2 separate regions of the Mus musculus genome follow, and region 1 is linked to region 2. Evidence: chromatin contacts called from public HiChIP or PLAC-seq data. All regions are on one chromosome and are shown on one strand. The core of a region is the stretch at or near the end of the contact, and the rest is flanking DNA. Distances in the headings are between cores, read along the strand shown.

Evidence for each region. HiChIP or PLAC-seq counts read pairs in DNA pulled down with a chosen protein or histone mark.
Region 1: an HNF4G HiChIP or PLAC-seq map of pancreatic cancer cells shows a contact between it and region 2. The contact joins two enhancer-like sites. A contact is called at or near these places in 11 of 39 promoter capture datasets (the C10 cell line, the HPC-7 cell line, the SN4741 cell line and 7 more), 1 of 15 datasets of contacts at CTCF or cohesin (the NIH/3T3 cell line), 12 of 484 Hi-C or Micro-C datasets (B cells, the C10 cell line, the G1E-ER4 cell line and 9 more), 14 of 115 datasets of contacts at active chromatin or transcription factors (bone marrow-derived macrophages, embryonic basal ganglia, embryonic fibroblasts and 7 more) and 3 of 9 other capture datasets (adipose tissue, liver and pancreatic islet).

Annotation. Positions count from the first base shown.
Region 1 is chr19:44,223,556-44,229,647 of GRCm38.p6, reverse strand. The region is part of intron 2 of Scd3 (stearoyl-coenzyme A desaturase 3); the gene reads right to left. It also overlaps a transcript of Pkd2l1 not described here. Among named protein-coding and RNA genes, the nearest start is that of Scd3, 23 kb to the right of the region's middle. Within about 2 kb of position 3,762, at least 39 of the 459 cell types and tissues checked have an H3K27ac peak or open chromatin away from gene starts, as enhancers often do. A contact at or near this core is called in the G1E-ER4 cell line, the HL-1 cell line, the NIH/3T3 cell line and 3 more, where this site is marked.
Region 2 is chr19:44,312,281-44,318,100 of GRCm38.p6, reverse strand. No RefSeq gene overlaps it. Among named protein-coding and RNA genes, the nearest start is that of Mir5114, 12 kb to the right of the region's middle. Within about 2 kb of position 3,405, at least 328 of the 459 cell types and tissues checked have an H3K27ac peak or open chromatin away from gene starts, as enhancers often do. A contact at or near this core is called in the G1E-ER4 cell line, the HL-1 cell line, the NIH/3T3 cell line and 3 more, where this site is marked.

The DNA.
Region 1 (6,092 bases), core at 2,513-5,012, 89 kb after region 2:
GTACAATTTAGAGCAGCAAAAAAAAAAAAAAAAAAAAAAAAAAAAACAAAAAACAAAAAAAAAAAACAAAAAACAAAAAACCCAAGAACAAACAAAAGATTGTTTAACTCAGATATGCTAGGTAGGTACTAGCCCTCAAAGAAGTCAGAAATCTGCTAAATATGGCATTTAATATGTTTAAACTTACTATGACAGACAGGAACTCCCAAATCATAACAGTGACCCCATAAGGTCTCCAAGAAGACGTGGGCACAATGACAAAGGACTCCATTGGGATTAGGGTATGATAATCACTGGGCATAACTGCCCCAATGCCTTGCCTGCTGCCAGAGCCTAGCCTGAACTGTGGATAAACAGAGGACAATTGGAGAATTGACTGCCACACACTGCTCAAGTTCAAGGTGAGGTCAGTCTCTCTGATGTTCCTCCTCCACAGGAAAAGCCTCTTCATCTTCTGGGCCTCATGACCAAAGACTGCCTCTGCCCTACGTGCCATGGAGACCTGGGAGCCCGGGTTGGTAACTGTCTCGGTAATTAAAATATGGACTAGTCTCTGTCATTTCGATTGATACATAGGTCCATCTGGGTTATAATACATCCTTCTTCAGACCTCTGATCACATTGACAACTTAACAGCTAAAAGAAAAAAAAAAACAAAGAAAAAACCAACAGGCAGTTAGCTATCTCCTCACCTCCAGGTACTCCACCACTATGTTATTAAAAATGTCAAAAACAGGCTTGCCTTGCCACAGGCTTCATATTAAATGACACTCTTAATAATCAACTCAACTGTCTGTGTCTCATAATAAGTTATTGGATGAAAAAATATAAAATCTAAAATTTACTTAAGATCTGAAAAAAGTGTTTATAGGTCTAAAAAAATGATTGAGATTGATAATACAGATGACAAAGGTTAGAGGATATTAAAAAAACTTGGGAGATGATAGGAAAATAATTTAAAAAGATGTTGAAGGTTGATAAATACAAATTAAAAATGGGAGAGTCTGAAAGATGTTTAATATTTGAGAATCTAAGAAGGTATTTTAAGATATATAAATGCAAGTTATAAAGGTATAAAAATAATTTAAAATAAAAATGGGAGATGTTCAAAACTCCCCCACGTGCTATTGTTATTTCAATGTTCAGGATTCTGATATTGATCGATGGAGTTCTGATGAGCTGATGGGACATCGTCAGTTTCCAATTCCGTCACAAGCTCACGATTTTAATTCCCCTTTGGTTGTCTTCTGAGTATATGCTTAAAGATGCTTCCCATCATGCTAAAAACATCTCTGTCCAGCCTGCACACCGGGTCCTTTGGACAGAGGAGAGAATGGTCTGTGCCTTCTAATGCAAACCTACAGCAATTACAAGGTCTCAAAGGCATCAGTCTATTCCAGCTGTCTAACAGACACTACTTTTTTCCCTAAAATATGGATTTCAGTACAATGGTAAATACTAATGTCCATCCTTTTGTAAACTAAAGTTCATATAAGCTTCAGGGAATCAAGAATGCTAAGACTTGGACCCACCTGCCACAGACCAAATGGACTCCAGATAAGTGTACCTGCCTGTTCTTGAAAATGAGCTTTTCCCTTGGTCTTGGAATTCCTTACCTCTCCCAATTACTAGACGATTCTGATTTCCGTTCCTACTCCATATTTGTGTCAGCAGGTTTTTCACCTGGCTAACAGACTCCATCCAGTGATCACCTGTGGAGCTGCTGAACTCCGGACTTGCTAAAAGCTGATGTTAACCAGTCCAACTGATGTGATGGCTCCTCGTCTTTCATCTGGATAAAGCTAAGTAAATGCTTCTAAGAAACGCCCCATTGCCTAGCCTTCCTGGGCCCCTTGGACAAGGTCCTAATGTCAACAGTAAGCAGTTACAGAAGGAAGATATGACATCTGTCCATTATCCCACCTTACTGGCTGAAATGCTGAGTCAAACAGGAACTCCCCCAGGCCCACTCAGAAAAGGACTCCACTTTGTCATCCTGACCACCCCATGGCCACGAAAATAGATGGGATCCAATCCTGGATTAATCGCTCTCTTCTGAAGTTCACCACCCCCTTCCCCAAAACATCTGGATCCCAGCAATGGGTTGTTAGACAACACCCACAGAACCCGTTAAAAATCAGACAGATAAAAGATTCCAGAGGTTTGCTTTCTATTTCATGTTGCCTTGGGCTGCTGAGGGACATGCTCCAGTACAACACACATGAACATCGATTAGAACTACGGACGGAAGCCTAAATAACATTGCTTATGGTTCCCCCCGCCCTCACGTTTGACGTATGTAAATTGTTTGGGCCAAAATGGAACAGGTGCCCAAAGGCCACAAACATATATGTTCCCTCATTCTCTAGGTCTTTGGATATAGGATCCAGAATATGGAAAATACTTTGGCCACCCTTCAGGTATATGCCTGCCCCTCAGTTGAAGACCCTGACTTGCAGGGGACATGGTGTGTGCTTTTGTGATATGTGGGGCGATAAAGCATTAGCTTCCTGGGTAACTGATAAAGATAAGTATATTCAGCCACAGAAGGTTGAGTCAGTCTAGAAAACTTGGGAAGACCAACCCCACTCAAATTAAGATAAAAATGATACAAATGATTTATGAGATACAGGGTAGATTTGGGGGCTCCTCCTTTATGCATCTGGTAATGACCCTGGGATGATATTCACCATCCAGAGAGTCCAGGTCACTAGGAACAGGGTCTTAGACATCAGTGGTTCCAAGAGAATGTTAATGCCCTCTCCCTGTCCTAGAAAGGACAAGGTCTCTCTGCTTATATAAGATATCGGTCTCAGTACCTGCAACACCGTAATAATGTACAGATGCTAATGCAGGAGTTTCCCCTTACTCTTTAGTACCGCCAAAAGGCACTTGGTTTGCTTGTGCCTTGGCACTGACCCCCTGTATCAGTCCCTTTAGCATCACTGAAACTTCTGAATTTTGCATACTTGTACATCTGTAGCCTCTGGTACAGTATTATCCTGGAGAAGGAGGTTAGGGACACCTGGGACTTCTACACCATTCCCAGATGGCCAGGGCAGTGCCAACACTAATAATGCCTTTCCTAAAAAGCATGAGCATAGCAAGACCTACCAGCATGAGAGAAGCAACACTTATGAAGGGAGATCAAAATGTCAAACATTTAAGCCAACAAAGACTGATATAAAAGTTTGTCCTCCTGGCCTCAGAAAAGAATTTTTTTTTCTGAGACAGGGTTTCTCTGTGTAGCCCTGACTGTCCTAGAACTCACTCTGTAGACCAGGCTGACCTCAAACTCAGAAATTTGCCTGCCTCTGCCTCCCAAGTGCTGGGATTAAAGGCATGCGCCACCACGCCCAGCATCAGAAAAGAAAAATTTTGAGTCAATGATTTGACTCATTGGGACAGCTCAAAAAAGGGTGGAATGCTATGGTTTGACACCTCCCCCTCCAAGCATAGCTGTAGCCATTTTGTACCATGCCTGTCAGCTATTTCATATTGTTGCTGTAACATGCCTGCCAGATACACAGAAGTGACTTGGCTCAAGGACATACTGACCACATACTGTTTTGTTCTGTATGTTCTGAATGTGCGGTATGAGTTTTGCTAATCTTAAGAAATTCCACAAAGCTTTGTGTAGGACCCATCAAATCAAAGGACAATTTGAACTGTTATGTCTGAAATCACTTGAGTCAGAGCTGACCACCCGGCAGTACTTCCTGTGTGTGAACTCACTGTGGCTTTTGTGGTTTTATCCTTTGTGAGCTGACAGGAAAAGATATCTGTTGTCATAGTTCTGATAATTCTGGGCTCTGTTCCTGATCTGACCAGTATTAAAGTGCAGTCAATAACTATTCTGAGTAGTTAACTGAGATCAGTGTTCACGCCGTTTGTGTGGCGATGTCTGAACACCAACAGTCTCTAGCTATTTACTATCCTGGTAAGTATGTTGATGAAGTTAAAAGCTAAGTGTTCATGCAGGGTCCGAGCACTGATCCAGTCTCAGCTGTATCATACATTTCATAGGAATGCAGCACTCCAACTCAAAGCCTACAAGATCAGTCTCTCTAATGCGGAGTGGACACTGGGTGTACCCATCTGTTGCTCAGATTGGTAGAACTAGGAGGTGGGACTGAGGCCTTGTTAGTACCTAAAGGCCATCTGGAAACCATAGAACCTCTGCGGCTACAGAACTTAGCTGAGATTGGAGATACCAAACATTGCACAAACTGCTATGTGTCCCTCTGTATCAAGAGTTAACGGTTTTCTAAGTGGTCTCTTTCCTCCTCTCTTCTGCCTCCTGTGTGTCATCTGGTCCTTCTATAGGACCTCAGGACAACCATAGAGATGGTGTCTGCCCTAGGGAAGGGCTGACCGTATCCTTCTGAACTGGGATGAGGCCTCAGATGGTTTGCAGCCTCTGACTCAGTGGTGACTGGGGTCTTCCCATGAAGAGGATCTAACTGTACCTGGACAGAGAAGCCAGTGGAGGGCAAACCCTGACGTCACAGGAGGAAAGGGAAGGAAGGCTTAAAGCAGAGCCAGAGTACCAAGAAAAGTGTCCGAATCTGCTCCACACTGCAGATCACCAAGGCGCATTGGCTCCAGAGTACAGACAATGCTATCTTAACAGGGGTGCTGGAGTGACAGTCCTCGTGACATGGAGTCATGATCTTATTCTGCCAATTGCTTTGGTCACGAAGGTTGTATTAGTCAGGGTTCTCTAGAGTCACAGAACTTATGGATAGTCTCTAGATAGTAAAGGAATTTATTGATGACTTACAGTCGGCAGCCCAATTCCCAACAATTGTTCAGTCGCAGCTGTGAATGGAAGTCCAAGGATCTAGCAGTTACTCAGTCTCACGCAGCAAGCAGGCGAAGGAGCAAGGGCTCGAGCTAGACTCCCTTCTTCCAATGTCCTTATATTGTCTCCAGCAGAAGGTGGAGCCCAGATTAAAGGTGTGTTCCACCACACCTTTAATCCCAGATGAAAGGCGTAGCCCAGATTAAAGGTGTGTTCCTTAAACTCGGAGATTCAATCTTCTGGAATTCATAGCCACTGTGGCTCAAGATCTTCAAACCAAGATCCAGATAAGGATCTCCAAGCCTCCAGATAAGGGTCACTGGTGAGCCTTCCAATTCCGGATTGTAATTCATTCCAAATATTGTCAAGTTGACAACCAGGAATAGCCACTACAATCCACCCCTTGTCAACTTGACACAAATAATATCTCATGTTCACATGAAACAATAACAAGGTTGTAAATACGCCTAACATGATATAACTATTCCTCGTACAATCGCAAACGCATTTGTAAATTTACAATGGGCATTCATATTACTTTATAATCCTCGTTTCTGCAACTGGTTACGTGGCCTTAATTGGTATTTATAACTACCTTCCTCTACTACCCATTCTGTATTTCCTTCTCCTTCAGCCAGCACCTCAGCAGGTCTTGGCTCTTTTCCTGGAGGATTGACCCATACCTTCATTCCTGATGGGTCTGCGTCCTTTGTCATCCTGCTTGGATTAGGCTGTTGTAGTTTCCCATTGACTTTAATCACAGGACATGGTAGTACTAAGAGACGCCCTAAGGGATCTCCTACACTCCAGACATAATCTTGCTTACCACCATTGTGAAGAGGTAATCCAATTTCCCCATGGTAATCTGGATCTATCACCCCTCCTAACACTGTTATTCCTTTTTTAGCCTGTTGGTTTAAGGGCATTAGAAGCCCAAAATGACCAGGGGGAAGTCTGAGCTTCCAGTTCAATGGAATGTTTGTTGTAGCTCCTGGTAGGAGCATTCCCCTCTCTGGAGCCAAAACTTCTAGGCCAGCAGAACCTAGAGTTATGGGGACAGGAAGCAAAAATTTTCCTAGAGGGTCACTAGGAGTGATAGTAAGTGGAACTATTCCGTTTTCCACCCCTTGATTCCTGGACCCATGAATCCTGGCTATAGGTGAAACTGTACCATATATCGAGCGCTGATTCAAAGCATATACTGCCTTCTGAAGAACTCTACCCCAGCCTTCCAAGCTGTTACCACCTAATTGGCGCTGTAACTGCGTCTTCAAAAGGCCATTCCATC
Region 2 (5,820 bases), core at 2,156-4,655:
TTTCTAACAGGAACTGAGCTGTCTGGAGATCTCTAGAGAGCTGTCTCCAGCAGAACACAGGCCTATCAGCTTGTACCCCATGATCAACTTCAAGTGATTTCTCTTGCCACCCCCAAACACACTTTCCTCAGAACCCCTCTCCAAGCCTAGGCTGATCTTTGGCAATAGATGCTATTCCAAAGAAGGGGGAGGGGGGTGCTTCAGACATCCAGGAAGAGCCGGGAGTGGTGGTGCACGCCTTTAATCCCAGCACTCAGGAAGCAGAGGCAGGCAGATTTCTGAATTCGAGGCCAGCTTGGTCTACAAAGTGAGCTCCAGGACAGCCAGGGCTATACAAAGAAACCCTGTCTCGAAAAAAAAAAAAAAAAAAACCAAAACCAGACATCCAGGAAGGATATCAGAGAAGAAAAGGGAGCGCACCAGCGAGTCAGACACACCTCAAGTGCACAGGTTCCCCAGCAGTGGGCTGAAAAACGGAAGTAGCCTTCAAAAGGTAAACCAGATGGCCCTGACAAGGAGAGGCCGGCAGTTCTACCCCCAAGACAAACCCACAGCTCTCTCAGGCCTCCAATCCAGCTGTGGACTCCTCTCTCAGTCAGGTAAAGAGTAATCCCATTCTCTCCCTCTTCCCCTCCCTCTCCCTCCCCCTCCCCCTCCCCCTCCCCCTCCCCCTCCCCCTCTCCCTCCCCCTCCCCCTCCCCCTCCCCCTCCCCCTCCCCCTCCCCCTCCCCTTCCCTCTCTCTCTCTCTCTCAGCACATATGAACTAGATAGGAGCATCAGGCATCATTTTAATGGGTAATTTATTTGAAACCGAGCTACTCTAGAGTCTTGAGATCAGGAGTCCCCCACAGCTCAGGGGACCTCAATGTTTGGCCTGCCACAGGAACATGAGGCAGTTGTGCAGAAGCAAGGGGGCCAGAGGAAACTAAGCTCAAATTACATAGAGAAAGGATGGGTGGCTGGACGCAGTTCTCTGCCACATAGAATGACCCTGGAGCTTAATAGCTCTGAGCTTGAGGCCAGCGGGTGGGTAAGTCTCTGGAGTTGATCCTCTGCCTCTCTGGAGTCAATCCTCTGCCGCTAACTGCCACAGAAGCCAAAAGTTCAAGGAGTGTGCATGACACTTACAGCTGCACCCTTCCATCAGGGTGGTCAGTATGCAGGAGGTCTGGAAGGCACAAAGGCAGGCACCGTTCTCACTGCTGTGGTTTGTATCCACACCAGAAGAGGACATCAGATCCCATTACAGATGGTTGGGAGCTACCATGTGGTTGCTGGGAATTGAACTCAGGATCTCTGGAAGAGCAGTCAGTGCCCTTAACCAGTGAGCCATCTCTCCAGCCCCTGGGTTTTTGTTTTTAAGTCTTATTCCCCCCTTTGACATTTATCTACTTCATGCCCCACCCACCCACCCCCACCCACGCTTCTTTTAGGGGCCAGGGAGATAGCTCAGCTGTTAAGAGCACTTGTTTCTTTTGTAGAGGGTTTGATCCCCAGTGCCCACATGGCAGTTCACAACCATCTGTAACTCCAATTCCAGATGATCTGACAGCTTCTTCTGCCTCTTTGAGCACCAGGTACAGACATACACGCAGGCAAAGCATCCATATACGTAAAATTAATGTGAATTAAATCTTTAAAGGGCAACACCTTTTTATACTGTTGGGTCGTCTTTGTGTTTGTTCTTTCTCTTTATTTTTTCCCCAGTCTCCTGCTCTTTTCCCTCAACAGCCTCTCCCTCCTCTTCTTTCTCCTTCTTTCATCCATTGTCTCTCTAGTCTTTCCCTTTCTCTACCCACTGTCTTCATCCCATTCACTCATTCTTCCCACGTGCTCCTTAAATAGCTTTTAACTTCCTAACAGTCTTTTTTATTTATTTTACTCGCTCTGTAGACCAGGCTGGCCTCGAACTCAGAACTCCACCTTGCTCAGCCTCCCGAGTGCTGGAATGAAAGGTGTGCACTAGCTTCACTTCCTAACATTCTAAAGTAGTTTTTAACCATCTTCAGTTCCATGATCATTGGCAATACATTAGCAGGCATTGAAGAAATAAATAAACTCCTAGTCATAGAGGACTCACAAAATCAAGCCAAAAGGACATAAACGATTAAAATGGATTCATAACAATCAACAAGACGGCTCTTACTCCTCACTCCTCTCTCTTTTTGTCTTCTCCTCTCCTCTCTCTCCCTCTTTATTCTCTAGCCTTTCTTCTCTCTCTTTTCTACCTTCTCTCTTTCCCCCTGTCTTTCTATAATAAAGCTCTAAAATCATTTTTTTAAAAAGTCAACAAGACTGAGACAGTAACCAAAAGTTTCCCCAAAAGTCAAAATGTAGCACCAGACTGACTCGTTGCCGAGTTTTATCAAATCTTTAAGGAAGAGGTAATAACCAAGCTCCTTAAACTGTTTCATATGGTATACAGAACACTACCAAGTTCACCCTGCCAAGTCTGCATTACCTTGATATAAAAACTGGTTCAGAGCACACACATTTTTAAAAAAGAAAATTGTCAGCCGTTTTTTCCCCTGATGAACATGGAGACAGAAAAAAAAAATTCTCAATGCAATTCTTGCAAGCCACATTTAAGGGCACGTTAAGATTATGTGTGGTGATTACTGCCTTTAATCCCAGCAAACTTTGTACAACTCCCACTCCCGTGTTAAATACTAACTTCCCGCTCCCAGTCCAAGCCTGCTTTGTTTCAAGCTTCTTATTTTAAGTTGGTGCAGAGGCTGCCCCTGCAGAGCGACTCGAGCTAAAAGCCTGTCATGGGTGCCCCTCCCACCCTGCATCCACTTCACCATTCCAGCATCTGAATGTCTACTCTGCTCCAAAAATACTTTTCAGATGTGTCCTTCCTTTTCCTTCCCCATGCCCCCATCGGAGTCTTTTCAAAGCCTGGAATAAGGCTTCCAGCCCCTGTGGTCCCCTCTGCTATCACAGTAAGTTTCTTAAATATCGAGATTTCCAGACTCTCACCGCCTCCCCTGCATTTTCTCCTCCCACTGCCCACTCCACGCCCCTTCATGCCTGCTGACATCAGCCTGGAAAGTTCCTGATCACATTAATGCTGTGCTTTTCGGAGTGCTCTCCTCTACACCATGACCCAATCTGAGGTCTGTTTTGCTAAGTCCTAGCTCTGCCTCCTCCTCCATAAGCGTTTGCACTACGTAGATGGAAAAAAACAAAACAAAAAAACAAAAAAAAACGTGCGCTGCTTTGCCAGCACACACCCCCACCCCCTTCCTTGGCGAAAGCTGGCGACCAGAGCCCACATTCAAGGTCCGGGGAGCGGAGGCGGGGGGGGGGGGGGGGGTTGTGAGGTCAGGGACTGGGCTAGCCTCCATCTGTGACTGCAAGGTACACCGGCTAGCTTCAGGAGCAGCGCATCCTGATTGGAGCGATGCGTGCAGAGCCCGGTGAGGCCGCTGATTGGCTGCGAGGGGTCAGGCGCTTTGGGCCTGGTGAACGCGAGTGAATCTGGGGCCAATGCTAACCCAGAGTAACCCCGGGAGGGGCCCGCACGCCTGACCCTTGCTTTTCCTCACCCTAGCTGGACCTCTCCCGGGCAGGCACTGGCAGAGGGCCAGGACTGGAGGAAGAGCGTTGCATGTTGCTTCTATTTCAGGCACTCAGCTTAACCTGAGTTGGAGTTTGGTAGGGCTCCATGTACGGTCACCAGGACAGTAATTTATGATGTCACAGGGCTGTGTATGTGTGTTTGGCCGCAGTGGGGTGGGAGGTGCGTTAGTGATCCAGGGAGGTAGCCACACTGCCTGCTCCTGGAAATGGCGAGGTTGGAGGCACGGTTTGAGGCTTTGGCTAAAGCAATCTTGCTACTGGAAGCAGAGCTTCTACTTTACTCCATGGGGTCTGGCCTTCCCCGAAAGCAGAAAGAAAAAAGAAAAAAAAAAGGAGAAATGTTATGGTGAAGGGTGGGTGACACTGTCCATTACTGCTGTTGAAAACTGTTTACTCAAAAAAAAAAAAAGTTAAACAGAATTATTACAGAAGAAATCCCATTCCTGTGTACACAAATCGACAGAGAGCAAATGCTAGAATATACACACACAAATGTGCAGAGCATACTATTCATAGAAGCCGAAAGGGGGGGACAACTCAACTGCTCCCCATAAATACAATGGACTGTTAATCATAATGAGGAGTTAAAAACTGATTTGTGCCAGTGTGAAAATGTTAGGAATCGATCAAAGAAGATAAATCAAAGAAATGACTTAGACACAGATTTAAGCCAGTAGAAAGTCTATTAGCTGGCTGGTACTTACAGACTTGAGCCTTTCTCGGGGTGAGATGTTTGTTTTTAATTATTATTATTATTATTATTATTTTATTTATTTATTTATTTATTTTTTTGGTTTTTCGAGACAGGGTTTCTCTGTGTAGCCCTGGCTGTCCTGGAACTCACTCTGTAGACCAGGCTGGCCTCGAACTCAGAAATCTGCCTGCCTCTGCCTCCCAAGTGCTGGGATTAAAGGCGTGCGCCACTACGCCCGGCTTATGGCATTTTTTTTGTATTTTTTTTTTTTAATATGAGTACACTGTAGCTGTCTTCAGACACACCAGAAGAGGGCATCGGATCCCATTACAGATGACTGTGAGCCACCATGTGGTTGCTGGGAATTGAACTTAGAACCTTGGGCAAAGCGGTCAATGCTCTGAACTGCTGTTCCATCTCTTCAGCTCTCTCAGGGCAAGCTTTTAAGCACACACACACACACACACACACACACACACACACACAATACAAAACATGTCTTTGTTTGACACATTTAGCAAGAACAGTTAGCCAGAAGGGGAACTACAGAAGCCAAAAAGCAAGGCTAGTACATTTACAGACTTCCCAGAGCTATGGCCTTTGATGAATTAGATCTTTGTTTTCATTTTGGCGGGTGGTGCTGCCTATGTGCTGGGTTCCATGACCTGAATAGTACTTCTATCACTTCACCATGTTAGTTGTGTTAAGATTTGGGAGCCAACTAAGGACCAGGTTGGGGGGGGGGGGCGGTGGGGGACCTGTTACAAAGAGACACACAGAATGTCATGCAGGGAGGCTACCAGACACACACAGTATGGCTATTTCTCCGACATAAACAACAACCGATTCATAGGCAGCATATTGGTTGTTGATACAGTGGGAGGGTCATGAGGAGTCATTCGAATGGGAATAGTGTTTCCTTTTGGGGTGAGGATAATGACATTTTTTTAAAACTAAAGATGAGGCCCAGTATAGTGATAAACATCTCTTATAGCAGCACTAGAGATGCAGAGAGAGAGAGTCCGGTCTAACGGACTGAATTCCAGGACAGCCAAGGATACTGAGAGAAACCTTGTCTGAAAACCAGGTGATTAATTAATAACTAATAATAGTAATAAATGGCGGTGGCTAAACAGTATAAGTATATAAATTCATGCGCCATGGTCATGGATTTGGGACCTTTAAAATGATGCTTTTATGATGTCATTTATTCACTTAGTTAGGTTTTTTGTTTTTGTTTTTCCAGTGTTGGGGACGCAATCCAGGGCATCTTACAAGCATGGCAAGAGTAAACAGAGCCTTATTTTTACAGTGTAAGTTGCTTCTACGCCAAAGAAATGCTGCTTCAGTTAACAGGCATAACTAACCCAAAGAGTCTCAGAGGAGAATTCTTACCCTCACCCTCCACTTCTAAAGAAAAAGAAAAAAGAAAAAAAGAAATCGTAAGAATACAGCCAGGCGTGGTTCTGGGCCTGCCATGCCTTTGACAACCAGTTTTCTCTCGTTTGCTGTTCTTGTTCACAAAGTCTTTCAAGGCCTG